2 separate regions of the Anser cygnoides genome follow, and region 1 is linked to region 2. The links are chromatin contacts, called in public Hi-C maps. All regions are on one chromosome and are shown on one strand. Each heading gives the region's core, a stretch centred on a gene start, on an enhancer-like site or on the middle of the called end of the contact. The rest is flanking DNA. Distances are from core to core; before and after follow the strand shown. Region 1 overlaps NCOA2 (nuclear receptor coactivator 2). Region 2 overlaps NCOA2 (nuclear receptor coactivator 2).

The links. A called contact is a pair of places that touch in the nucleus more often than the background predicts.
Region 1: a Hi-C map of liver shows a contact between it and region 2, with 3 times the contacts expected there. The contact joins two enhancer-like sites. A contact is called at or near these places in 2 of 7 Hi-C or Micro-C datasets (both in liver).

The regions. Positions count from the first base shown.
Region 1 is chr2:128,728,097-128,733,590 of Taihu_goose_T2T_genome, forward strand. All of the region lies in intron 3 of NCOA2 (nuclear receptor coactivator 2), which reads right to left. Among named protein-coding and RNA genes, the nearest start is that of NCOA2, 88 kb to the right of the region's middle. Within about 2 kb of position 1,670, at least 1 of the 3 cell types and tissues checked has open chromatin away from gene starts, as enhancers often do. A contact at or near this core is called in liver, where this site is marked.
Region 2 is chr2:128,654,320-128,659,964 of Taihu_goose_T2T_genome, forward strand. It overlaps NCOA2 (nuclear receptor coactivator 2), which reads right to left. Exons shown (of 24, transcript XM_013172477.3): 12 at 5,010-5,645. Among named protein-coding and RNA genes, the nearest start is that of PRDM14, 48 kb to the left of the region's middle. Within about 2 kb of position 1,577, at least 1 of the 3 cell types and tissues checked has open chromatin away from gene starts, as enhancers often do. A contact at or near this core is called in liver, where this site is marked.

The DNA.
Region 1 (5,494 bases), core at 420-2,919, 74 kb after region 2:
GTTACTGCAATATAAAACTGGTTAGTCTATTATTTACAAAATAGTTGTGTAAGTGTCCTTCATTTAGATTTCTGTTTTAATCAGTGAAACTATGGAAATAATCCCACAATATTTCTATAAAGTTTCAATAGTACAATTTCAGTAATAACGTTTCAATACCTTCTTGTGCTTCAAAAAGAAGATGAAAGAACATAAGTAGATAAAATAGCTTCCTTTCTCAAGTATGAAACCCATCTTCTTAATTAATTTTCCTTTCTACTCCATACATTAGGAACATTTTTCCCTATCAAGTTAGATTTCGGTTTTGCATCTCCAAAGCAGAACAAATCCAGAATACCTACCTGAAAATGGAATTTATTAGGTAGAAATCTGGCAATAATAGCCCCTATTTTCGGGTGGAATAGCTTCCATGCAAACAACAAATTCATCCAAGTCATTAACGCAACAGAGACACACATTGAAGAATTACGAATTACGCTACTACCTTTAAGATCAAGATTACTCATTGAATTTTTCGTTGAGGTCTGATGGGTAACTCCCAACAGACCCCAGGCTGTGCAGGAAGCACGGGGCAGCACTGATGTGCTCCAGCCTCCTCCGAGAGGTTGCTGCTTCAATGGCTCCGGGCAAATTTTGAGTGTGGCTCAAACATGGATATCTGCCCATTGGCATAAGAGGAAAATATACGGGTGGGATTTTTAAATGCCCAAGTTCTTTGTTTTTTTTTGGGGGGAGGGAGAGGTTTGGAAGGGTTATTAAAAATCTGTAGAAAAATTAGTCTACAATAAGGTTTGCTGCTTGGCATTTGAGAAGAGTAGGATTCGTTACACTGTATTTTAACAAACTAGAAAGTTTCAAAATCTTGTGTGACCAAATCAATCAAACTCATGTGGTAGCAGTCACTGAGCCATTTAAGTGCCTTAAAGCTTTCATCAGCAGCTCTTTGCTGCAGGTACAGGCATGGCTGAAGTGAATACATTTGTCTCCAAAAAGAAATGGAATTAAACCCAGCAGTCAATGTACAGTGCAAGCTTCAACATGAAGAAAAAAAAAATAAAAATGAAGGAGAAAAAGAAACACCTTTATTTTATCTGTATTTGAAATTTCTTCCTTCCTCCAAAAAGCATATTTCATTACCTTATTTATCTTATTACCATATGCTTGCAATTTCCACTCTCCGTAAAAGTCATCCTGGAAAACCAAAGGCAAATTTTTTGTGAACCACAGTTATAATAAAATAACCCCCTCCATGAAATGGTCTAAAAGCTTGGAGTGCTCTCGCTCCACCTCCCCACATCTGGCACACGCATCGGATTACAGGCCAGGAGGCAAATCGAAGAGACGGAAAGGAAGATAGTGGCTGCATCACAAATATAGAAGCGTGCCTTCTACAAGTCGGACTTTTTTTTCTGACTGCCGATGTGTTGAAGTGTGACAAATAAAACCAAACACGGGAGAAGCCTGCACACAGACAGGCAAACAACCCCCCACTTTGATCAGTTCCCTGAAAGGCACTGGGTTACACGAAATATGCTTGGATGACTTCATAACCAGTTCTCTGTGCCAAAAATGCAACCGGACTTCTGATTTTGTTAACTGACAAAGTTCACAGGAAAATGGCAATTGTTAGTCTCTAATTCACAAGACTCTTTTCACTTTATCTAATCTGTGATTTCATGGGCACAAAAGAAACCCAAACCTGCCAAATGGTCTAAATGCCTTATTTTTTTGTCAGATGAATAAACACAGTTTATCCATTGGTCTTCTTGCTGTTTAGGTTTTGTAAACTCAAAACTCGAACGAGAAAATGCCTGCATTGAGAACAACAGGAGAACTGAATGAGCTTATTGGTAGTGCTGTTTCCCAGATCTCTCTCTGAAGTCGCACTTCCTCATCCCTTCATCCCCAAGTCAGCAGCAGAATGACATAAAACTTTCACCACGTCTTTAAGGCTTAGCAATAAATACCCTGCAGTCTGAATTATCAAAATTATTCAGAACGGTCAAATGATTTTTTTGTTCAAAACCAACTTGGCACGGTAGTCAGGAAATTAAGCCAAACAAGAACGACAAAAGTTGAATTCTTTTTGCTAAGCTAATTGATGGCTGTACCAAAATGAAACATGCAACTGCATATGCAAAACTTTCAAAGACGCACTGTGTTACAGTTACAAAGCGACTTCCCCTCTGTGCCCGGTGTAATATGATCGTAATTGCTGTGAAAGGGCGAGAGACCGACTATATGTTAAATCCTGCCATCTGTAGGTGCTTTACACAGTTCCATTTGCTGCTGCCGGGTCAAAAGTTTACAGTATTTTCACTTGTTCATAACCAATCACAGGAGTCTTTGCTATGTGTAATCTTTGACCCACTCTCAAAGCAATTTTTGTATTATACAGTCATATGATTACACCGAAGAAAAAACAACCCACACGTTTTATTAAGAATACACCTCTTGTTGGTTAGCTTAATAATTATTATTATTATTTCCATATTCAGTAAGCATACTGTATAGATATTGTTCTTCCCCGTGAACTCCCTTGGAGCACAGCAACTGTACTGAATTTTCCCCGTAAAACACTCCGGCATTTCTGGCTATTTGCAATTCGGAACCACATGCAAAACATGGCCGGAAAGCATTTATTGTACCTGTAGTTTTAAAAGGAGGGCAAAGCAACTGCTCAGTTTGTCCTAATGGGGAGAAGAAGCTCTGTGGACATTTCAACTAATATTCACAGTGAAAACAAAATCTGTCTTTGAAAATTAAGATTTTCACAAGAGGATTCCCATCTATTTAACTTAAAAATTGAATATGCAAAAATAGATTGCATGAAGATATTTATGTTGGTGATATCATTATTAAAATATTTACATAAGTAGTCCCATGAGCAACAGAATTAATAAAGCCTCATCTCCCACAGATTTACAGCTCTTCGTTGGTTGACTTTGGTGTCTGGAACAGTGAAAGCTTTGAAAGAAACTTTTTCCACAGCTGGGACATCTATAAAAAAAATGTATTTACCCATTCCTAGGATTCATAGGCCACTAACAAGAGTATTTCATGCTATTTCCCTCTGTCAGGACACCTTTAGGTGCTCCCACCTATATTCAGCTACCTGTTTTCACAGAGCCTGTGGGTTCTGCATTTTGAGACCTCTACACTTTGCTGAAAGATTTGACCAAAATCACCAACAGGTTCAAGAGCTACTGAGGGAAGATGAAGGACCAACATGTGTGCATGTATACAAGTGCATGGTATGACCTTATGAGCCTTGTTTCCATAGGAAATGAGGCTAAAAATAAATATTTGACCTTATTATAATTTCACAGAAAGCTAATTTAGATGGCCCAAACCAGACAGCTGCTTATACTAACCAGCCTTTTATTGCCTAAAAGAAGCATCACAATATTTAAATGCACCTATGGTGGATTTTTCTAGACAGTTTTCAAAGGAAAACAGGCAAACAGACTGCATATATATTCTAGTAGGAGATAAATGTAAAGAGATACATTTTCAAGGACATTTATTTTACTGTAGTCTATGAATTGTGATAGATTTGTGATCCTTTAATTTTTTCTTGTAATTGAGTATTTATTCAAGTGCATTCTATCTCCAAGGACAAGTCAACACTCATGAATAGTTGCATAGCTGTCTCATGTTTAACTCTTACATGCTAAACCCTTCGTAAATGTAACAGAGAACAAGAGCAAGCCCTTTCCACCGAAAATATCAATTAAGTAATATATAACAGTGAATAATCAAATTAATAACATTAAATCATTTCTAAGTCCATTTCAGTCCATAAGCTAAAATATGTTCACAAAGTTCAAATTGTTATGTAATCACAATCATTTACTTAAAATAAAACAAAACCAAACCAAACAAACAAAAGAATAAAAATTACCCCTATAAATAAACCAAAATAGAATGTAAGGCCAAAATGGTCTATCTTACCTCTTGTATAGCAAAGACCACAGGATTTTGCTTAGCAACTCCTAAAGCAAGGCTGATATGCTGGCATCCGTCAGCTAATTTTACTGCTTTTGTGCTTTGTTACCAACAATCTACTCAATTCAGAAATGACCACGTCTGGACATACACATAGAATCAAAAGCAAAACGCACAAAGTATGTGCTTCTAAATCAGTGTCTGCACTTGGAGATTCTTACATGGCTCTGTTCTGCAAATACACTCAGAAAAGTTGCTCGATTCTCAACAATCATCATTCCTGTCTAAAATCTTTAACTTCTAGACACAGTAGATCTTTGATCTATTTGTGCACTTAATACTTGAATAAATCCCCATGTCCTTAAAAATTTGCTGATTTTTTTTCTGACATTTTTTGTCCCTTATTAACAAGAATGACAGAATATTAATTTAAAATTTTTAAAATTTTAAAGTTTCACTACTTCTACTGAACTCTGTAATTTTTCTTACTGTAGGAAGATGAAAGAACTCTATCTAAAACAGAAAAGAGAATTGAAAGAAAAAAGGAAAGCTCTTACGACCAAAAGTTGGGAGAAGCCCTGAGAACACCACTTAATTACTGAAGAGAAGAACCAAAACATTGCAGTAACAAATATACAAGAATATTGCTAGGTAGGAGTCTCACCAGAGTAAAAATACACAAGATCTGAACCCAAGTAGTTACACATCCTTTCAAGAGGGACATCTCTTCACTGTAAAATACTATCCATCAAGTTATATACTATTTTCATAAGCTGAGTATTCTCAGTCAACCGCTGACAATGTTTCTCTGTTCAACAGGACACAGAAAAACCTACTGGGACTGTTGTATTTCTCCCAGATCCCCCCCCCCCCCCCAAAAAAAAAAAAAAATACAATAAAAATCAACATTTTAAAGCAATGAAACAGAGATACCCAACTGGAAAAATAATGGCAGATGTTATTTTATATAAAAATAAGAAATTGTAAAATAATCAACACTAGATTACATTAGATATAATCTATTAGATACTATACAAACACATATGTGATTTATTTTATATAGTATATACCTAAATATGAAAGAATAAATAAAATGTGCACACGTACACATATAGCACTCAGTCATATGCTAACAGGGTTGGTGTCACCTATGACCCAGGCTAGGAACAAGCAAATAGTCTTTCATCCAGGAGCAAGAATCTGAGAACAGCAAGATAGCTGATGTTTAGAGGAAATCCACTCAACTTATCAGCAGAATGGGCAAAGAACAGTGGGAAAACCCTGGTACAAAGAAAGCCAGATGACAGAACTAATTACTAAGAACAGAAACGTGAAGGCTGAAGGTACCCAAAGGTACATACATGTCTGAACAAAGGGCGATTTTTCACCCTGGCAGAAAAGTCTGATCAGGAGCAGAGCTCAAACAACTGCAACAGAAGACAAGAGCGAAGGAGAGAAGCTGGTAAGCCAAGAAATCTGAGTTGGACCCCAAGACGATCCAGTAGCATGGAAATGCTGTGTAGCCATTTGCCATTTCATCTAAGTT
Region 2 (5,645 bases), core at 327-2,826:
GAATACATTAGACAAATCGTGCTTGAAAATATTTTTCTATTTGAAAAATTGCCGACTTTTGAAGTGCTTATCACCATCACAGAGAGGAGGTGGAATCAAATATTAATAAAATTCTTTCAGCACTACTGACGTACAGTTACACCTAAGCATGAAGTTTGGTTTCCAGATGTTGCCATGTGAGAGTCTAGATTCCACTGAGGGGATCTTTCCGTGGATTTAGGCCTGGATGTGTCCTAAACCCTGCACCCTCTGGAGAGCTCTTTTCCACCATGGGCAATGCCCAAGGCTTGCACCGAGGCTTTATTCCAAACTTCATACATGTATACACTTCCCTTAGAACCACACACGATAGAGGCCCCTTGGACTTTTTCCTTACAACAGGATGACTTTAGGTGGGGACACAAGTTGGGGATTATATAAGGCAAGTATAGTTTCAAATTAGCTCATTAGCTACCTCCTCGGCACAGGCAAAACATTTGGCCATGAAAGAAAAACAAAAACCTAATCTCTGCTCCCAATTGGCCACAAATTAAAGGATTAAAAAGAGGGAAATGTAAGTCAGAAGTGAAACCAATATAGTCTCTTTCTCCCTGCTGACTGCAGTAAACATACAGTTGGCTAGACATCCTGTTTTATTATAAGGATAATCTACTACTAACTTATGGAAACTGTTTTCTAGAACTCTAATTAGAAGCTATCCAGAAAATGAAAGCCCCGTTCTAGGGTTTTGATAGAATTTCAAGAAGAAACACGTGTCCATCATTAATACAATGTATTCTGGACATTAAGAAATAGCTTTTTGGATGATAAGGATGTGTGTAAAGAAAATATTTTAGTATTGGGAAGATACTAGTTTCCACATAAAACAAGAGGACTGCAGTGTTGACAAGATGCGTGAGGAACACCAGAACAGTTTCTGAATCTGGGGAGAAAAAGGTACATGCTTATGAAGATTTCTGGAATAGCACCGGTGGAGACAGTAGCGTTACAAAGTTCTTTTCAGACAAACAGGTTGTCTATATTGTCTGCTGGCTAAATGAGTGGCAAATACATTTAGAGATAAGGATTTAATTTTATGCTATGCCAAGTGCTTTCTCGGAGAGTAAGTCATGTCAAGTTTCTACGTCTTGGTTTCTTTATCTGAAACATGAATGTAAATGCACACCCAATTTTACAAAAGGGTTTTGCAGCACAAAATAATACAGCAAAGCAGAATGTTTCTTTTGCAAGGTAACACACAACATTGTCCAGTACGGGATATTTCTGTGATGCTCCCCTATGCTTTCACTCTGCTGCCCTCCGAGCTGTCAGCCAGTCCCAGCAGATCTGACAAAGAACAGCAGCCTCAGATAAACCAGGTTTCTCAACTGTTTCCTAAAGTCTGTGATGGAGTAGATGAAAGAGATCCAGTTATTGCGACCGCTAAGGTAAGGGGCAAGGAGAGCCCCTCGATAGCAGCAGTCCTGCTCCTGCCAGTGCCTCCCCGGCAGGTCTCTCTCTTGTCCTCTCTCCTCCACAGCGGCCTGAACTGGAATAACAATCAGCCTGATAGAGCTCGATAACCATCACCACTCCGAGGAAGGGAAAAAGGTGCAGAGGCACTGGAAATATTCTCTGCCATTTGAGAAAGGCTTCCTGTCAGTTGCTGGTCTCTGCAGAAGTGTATGTTTAAACACGCTACCTAGAAGGGTGCTATTTTTAGGTCGGTGGTGCACTTCAAAGCATTTCCTGTTCAGAAAGTCACACCAAAAGTAAAAGGAGAAAACGTAATGGCTCTTCTGCCCCCGAACGGCCCTTGCAGAGGCCATCCCAGTGCCGTTCCACGGCAGTTTCCAGAGAAACTGAACATTCAAGTGACTAATTACTTAAAAATACAACATTCCTCGGGGAGAAGAAGTCTTAAATAAACCTGCAAAATAGGTAACACAAGCACACAGCTAATTTTTACATATGGGAGGAAGAAGGGGGGGAGGGAAAAGGACACAGGAGGATGGAAGAATTTAGCACAAGAATCTGTGTTCTAGTCTTGTACTAAATAGTTCCAGCTTTGATCTAAATTTAGGCAATGAGCACTTCCTGTGGGAGACCGTCTTCCAAAGCCGAAGAGTTTTTGATGCTAAATATTTTCAGTGATTTTATAATTGGAGTAAAGTGGTTATTTGTTTAAAGGCCTGGCCTTCAGCTAGATAAATGCTTACATTATTTTATATTCCCCACCATTTCCTCTCCTACTCCATGTTGGATTTCTCTTGTTTATTCAGCTCCAGGTTTCACTGCATTTTAAGTAGGTTTAAAAACTCTATTTAAAACCAACAGGAACAACAAAAGCCCCTCTGTCATTATCCAGCAGCCTTACAAGGCAGCTGCGGAACTGGCTTCTCCTTGCCTCAACACTGGGGAAGCCCCAGCTCTCCAGCCCTCACCACTCCAGCGCGTCTCCTGCAGGGCTTCATGTTTTCCTTAACAGCTCTTGGCCCTTCCAGCACCTCCAGTCCCTTCTCTCCTGGGAGAAAACCTCGGTCTTCAGACTTTAAGAAAAGGCAATGCATCCACAGTCCATACTCCAGCCCCCTCAAATCCCTCCCTCGACCTCAGAAACACGAAGTCTAAAAATAAAAAATGAACAGACTATTCATTTTAAAAAGTTCGTAAAATTGGGGACCCAGTTTTCAAATGTTTGAGGTTGGCAATACTTGAAGAAACTGAAGCCTCTTTCTTTAAAGTTAGTCTTTACAGTTACCCGTTTACATTTAGGGTGAGACACAACCTGCCTGTCTTTGGTCACTAAAAAGTAAGGCAGCTCGTTTAAACCAGCTGTCCAGGCTACCAGTAGTAAATAGAAACGTCACTAGACAGCAGCTTACCTTCACTGTTTTAAATGCCTATCAGGAAAACATAATGCTGCCCCACCAAGTATTTATGTACTTTTTCACCAGCCATAAGAGAAGCTTGTAGGACTAGCTTAAACTAAATTGTAGATAGCTACTTTCCAGAGGGGATAATACCTGCCCATTATGAATGGGTTCACAGCTAAGCTATTTTTGGTCTACTCTACAGAGATCATGAGAGAGAAGATTGTAATTCTTTAAAAATTTTTATTTTTTGGAGAGTAAACCTTCTGAAGGCCATGATTTTGATCTTCTCAATTACTTACATAGAAGTAATTTTTTTGGTGACTACTAAATTCTACATTCTCGTGCAGTATCAGACACTGAGGACTGTCTCAAAAGCTTATTCTAGCCAGTTTAGCTGTGAATTTCCTGATATCACTTTTTTCTAGCCTAGCAAAGTATAAATTCTCACTGAAAAGCTGTGCCCTCCCTCTGCAGGCAGCAACAAAATACTAGCTGTATTCAGAACTAAATTAATATCCAGGCTTGAGGATTAATCCCTGCAGAAATTACCGTAATTTGACTCATTTTCCCCCTAAAGCATAGGAAGAATTTAAAAACCACAATTGCTCCTACATAATGGCAATACCTGTTAAATTCTATAGAAAAGGAAGAATTAAAGCAACCTTAGAGAATGCTTGGATAACTAAAATTTTAACAATGCTTCGTCCACACTGCAGTGGCATGTTTGGCCTTTATGTTTTGCGATTATGAGCATTGTTGAAAGAACTGCCCACTGGTTAGAGACTGCTGCAAGGGAAAAGTAAAAACAAACAAAACCAACCAAACAAGCAAACAAAAACACCCCAGAAAATCCAATGCTGTGATATAGGGCTAAGAAAGTTTTGTATATCCCTCCTCAGCCTCAAGATGCAATATAGAAAATATTAACAATTACGTATTTATATACACAAGTAATAAAAATAAAATATATTCACAAAAATGTCCAAGCCCAGACCTATTCCACACATTAAAAATACATAATATTTTAAAAGTGAAGGATGTGTCCACAAATGAGAGTCATGAAACGTTTACACAGTGTGTGATCTGATCATGATTTAAGAACGAAGGATTCATGCACGCGGCACTGCCTAGGGATTAATGACCAACTGGGAGTTGATAGTGTAGGACAAAGCTAAGGAACATTAATTCTAGCTAGTTATAAACTCCCCAGAAAATGCCTTATACTAAAATTGGTAATCTAATTACCCGTTTTATAAATAAAACAGCAATATTGAAGTGGCAAATTGCTTCTGCAGCGTCACTTTTCCCTGCAAAGCTCTGAAAATGGGAGCATTCCTGGTGACGTGAACATGGTGCTTTTTGGAAGTGAAGTCTGCACGGGCTATGAGATGACACATTTTAGAACAGGCCCTAACGACATACAGTTTATTATTATGTTGGTTGGCACAGTAGCAAGAAGTCTTGCACAGAACCCTAAAAAATTCTGGAAGCAACATGAAATATACTGAGAGACATGATACTGGCACTGAACAACTAACCATCCACGGGGGCTGGGGTTGAATATAAAACTTCTTAAGTAAACAAAACACACCACCATCACCACCACAAAAAAATTGGCATAGAAACAAGGGAAGCCTATTTGACTTGATTTTAATTTGCAGGTCAACTATAGTACAAGGACCAGGAATACAAAGGTGGTACCAGCCCTTTCAAACAGCTCCCTGCTTTGCATGGGAGATGTGTAGTTATTACGCTGGGCTTGGCCACGAGCGCATCTAGCTGTTCAACAACAGCCTGTGGGAAAAGCTGTCGATAATTTAGCATCAACCAACAATTGCCAGTATTTTCTCTTCGTATGACTACCAGCTGGGAAAAGTTGCCCAGTTTTCAGTGCCTGTGCCATCCGTCTCCTCCCAGGCATAGTCTGTCAATCACACAACTGGTCTGCTCTTTTAGACAGAGTGGTGACCACAACTTATTAACATAAATTGGAAAATGAAGTGAAGATCAGATTTCAAAAGACAGGTAGCAGTTTGCTTATCAACAGCCCTGAATGTCAAGAAATTACTGCCAGAGGAAGTCTGGAAAAAAATAAGATAGAAGGAACACAGACCATGAACACCTGATTTACACACAACACAAAGATTTGCTTACCTGTTCATTAGGCTCAAAGCTTATCTCTTCTTTTTCCGTCCTCATAGCTATCAACTTTGTGCTACCTGAAGGGTCCGTCTTACTGTCCAACCTCTCCAGTTTTGGGGGTATGTCTGGTAAACCAATATCTTTAGTATCATCTTTATCTAGCAAGTAGCGAAGTAGTGCATTATTATTCTTCTTAGGACTCGCTGGCTCCTGTTTAACAGTCACCTCTGAACCAGGAGCTGTGCTACTGGACTCCTGGTTCAGTTCTTTTCCTGTGGCCTCTGCTGTGAGCTTGGCCAAATCTACAGGAGAACTACTGTCCTGCAATAGTCTGTGCAAAATTTTATGCTTCTCCTTGAGCGAGGTTCCATGTGCCGAACCAGACCCAGGCAACCCTCCCGTGGAGTCCTTGTTGACATCTCCCATGGTACTGGACAAAGGCGAAGGCTCCATCTGATCCGATTTGGTGGTCAGCAACTGTAAGAGCTTTGTCTGGCTTTTCCCGTCATGCAGCTTATTCTGTCCATCAGGTCTCTCGCCACTGACAACCGGTGGCATGCTGCTCTCACTGTTATCCTTCTGTTCTCCTGAATGGCAGCTGCTCTCTGCTTGTCCAGTTGTACCTTCCGATTGCTCCCCATAGAGTCC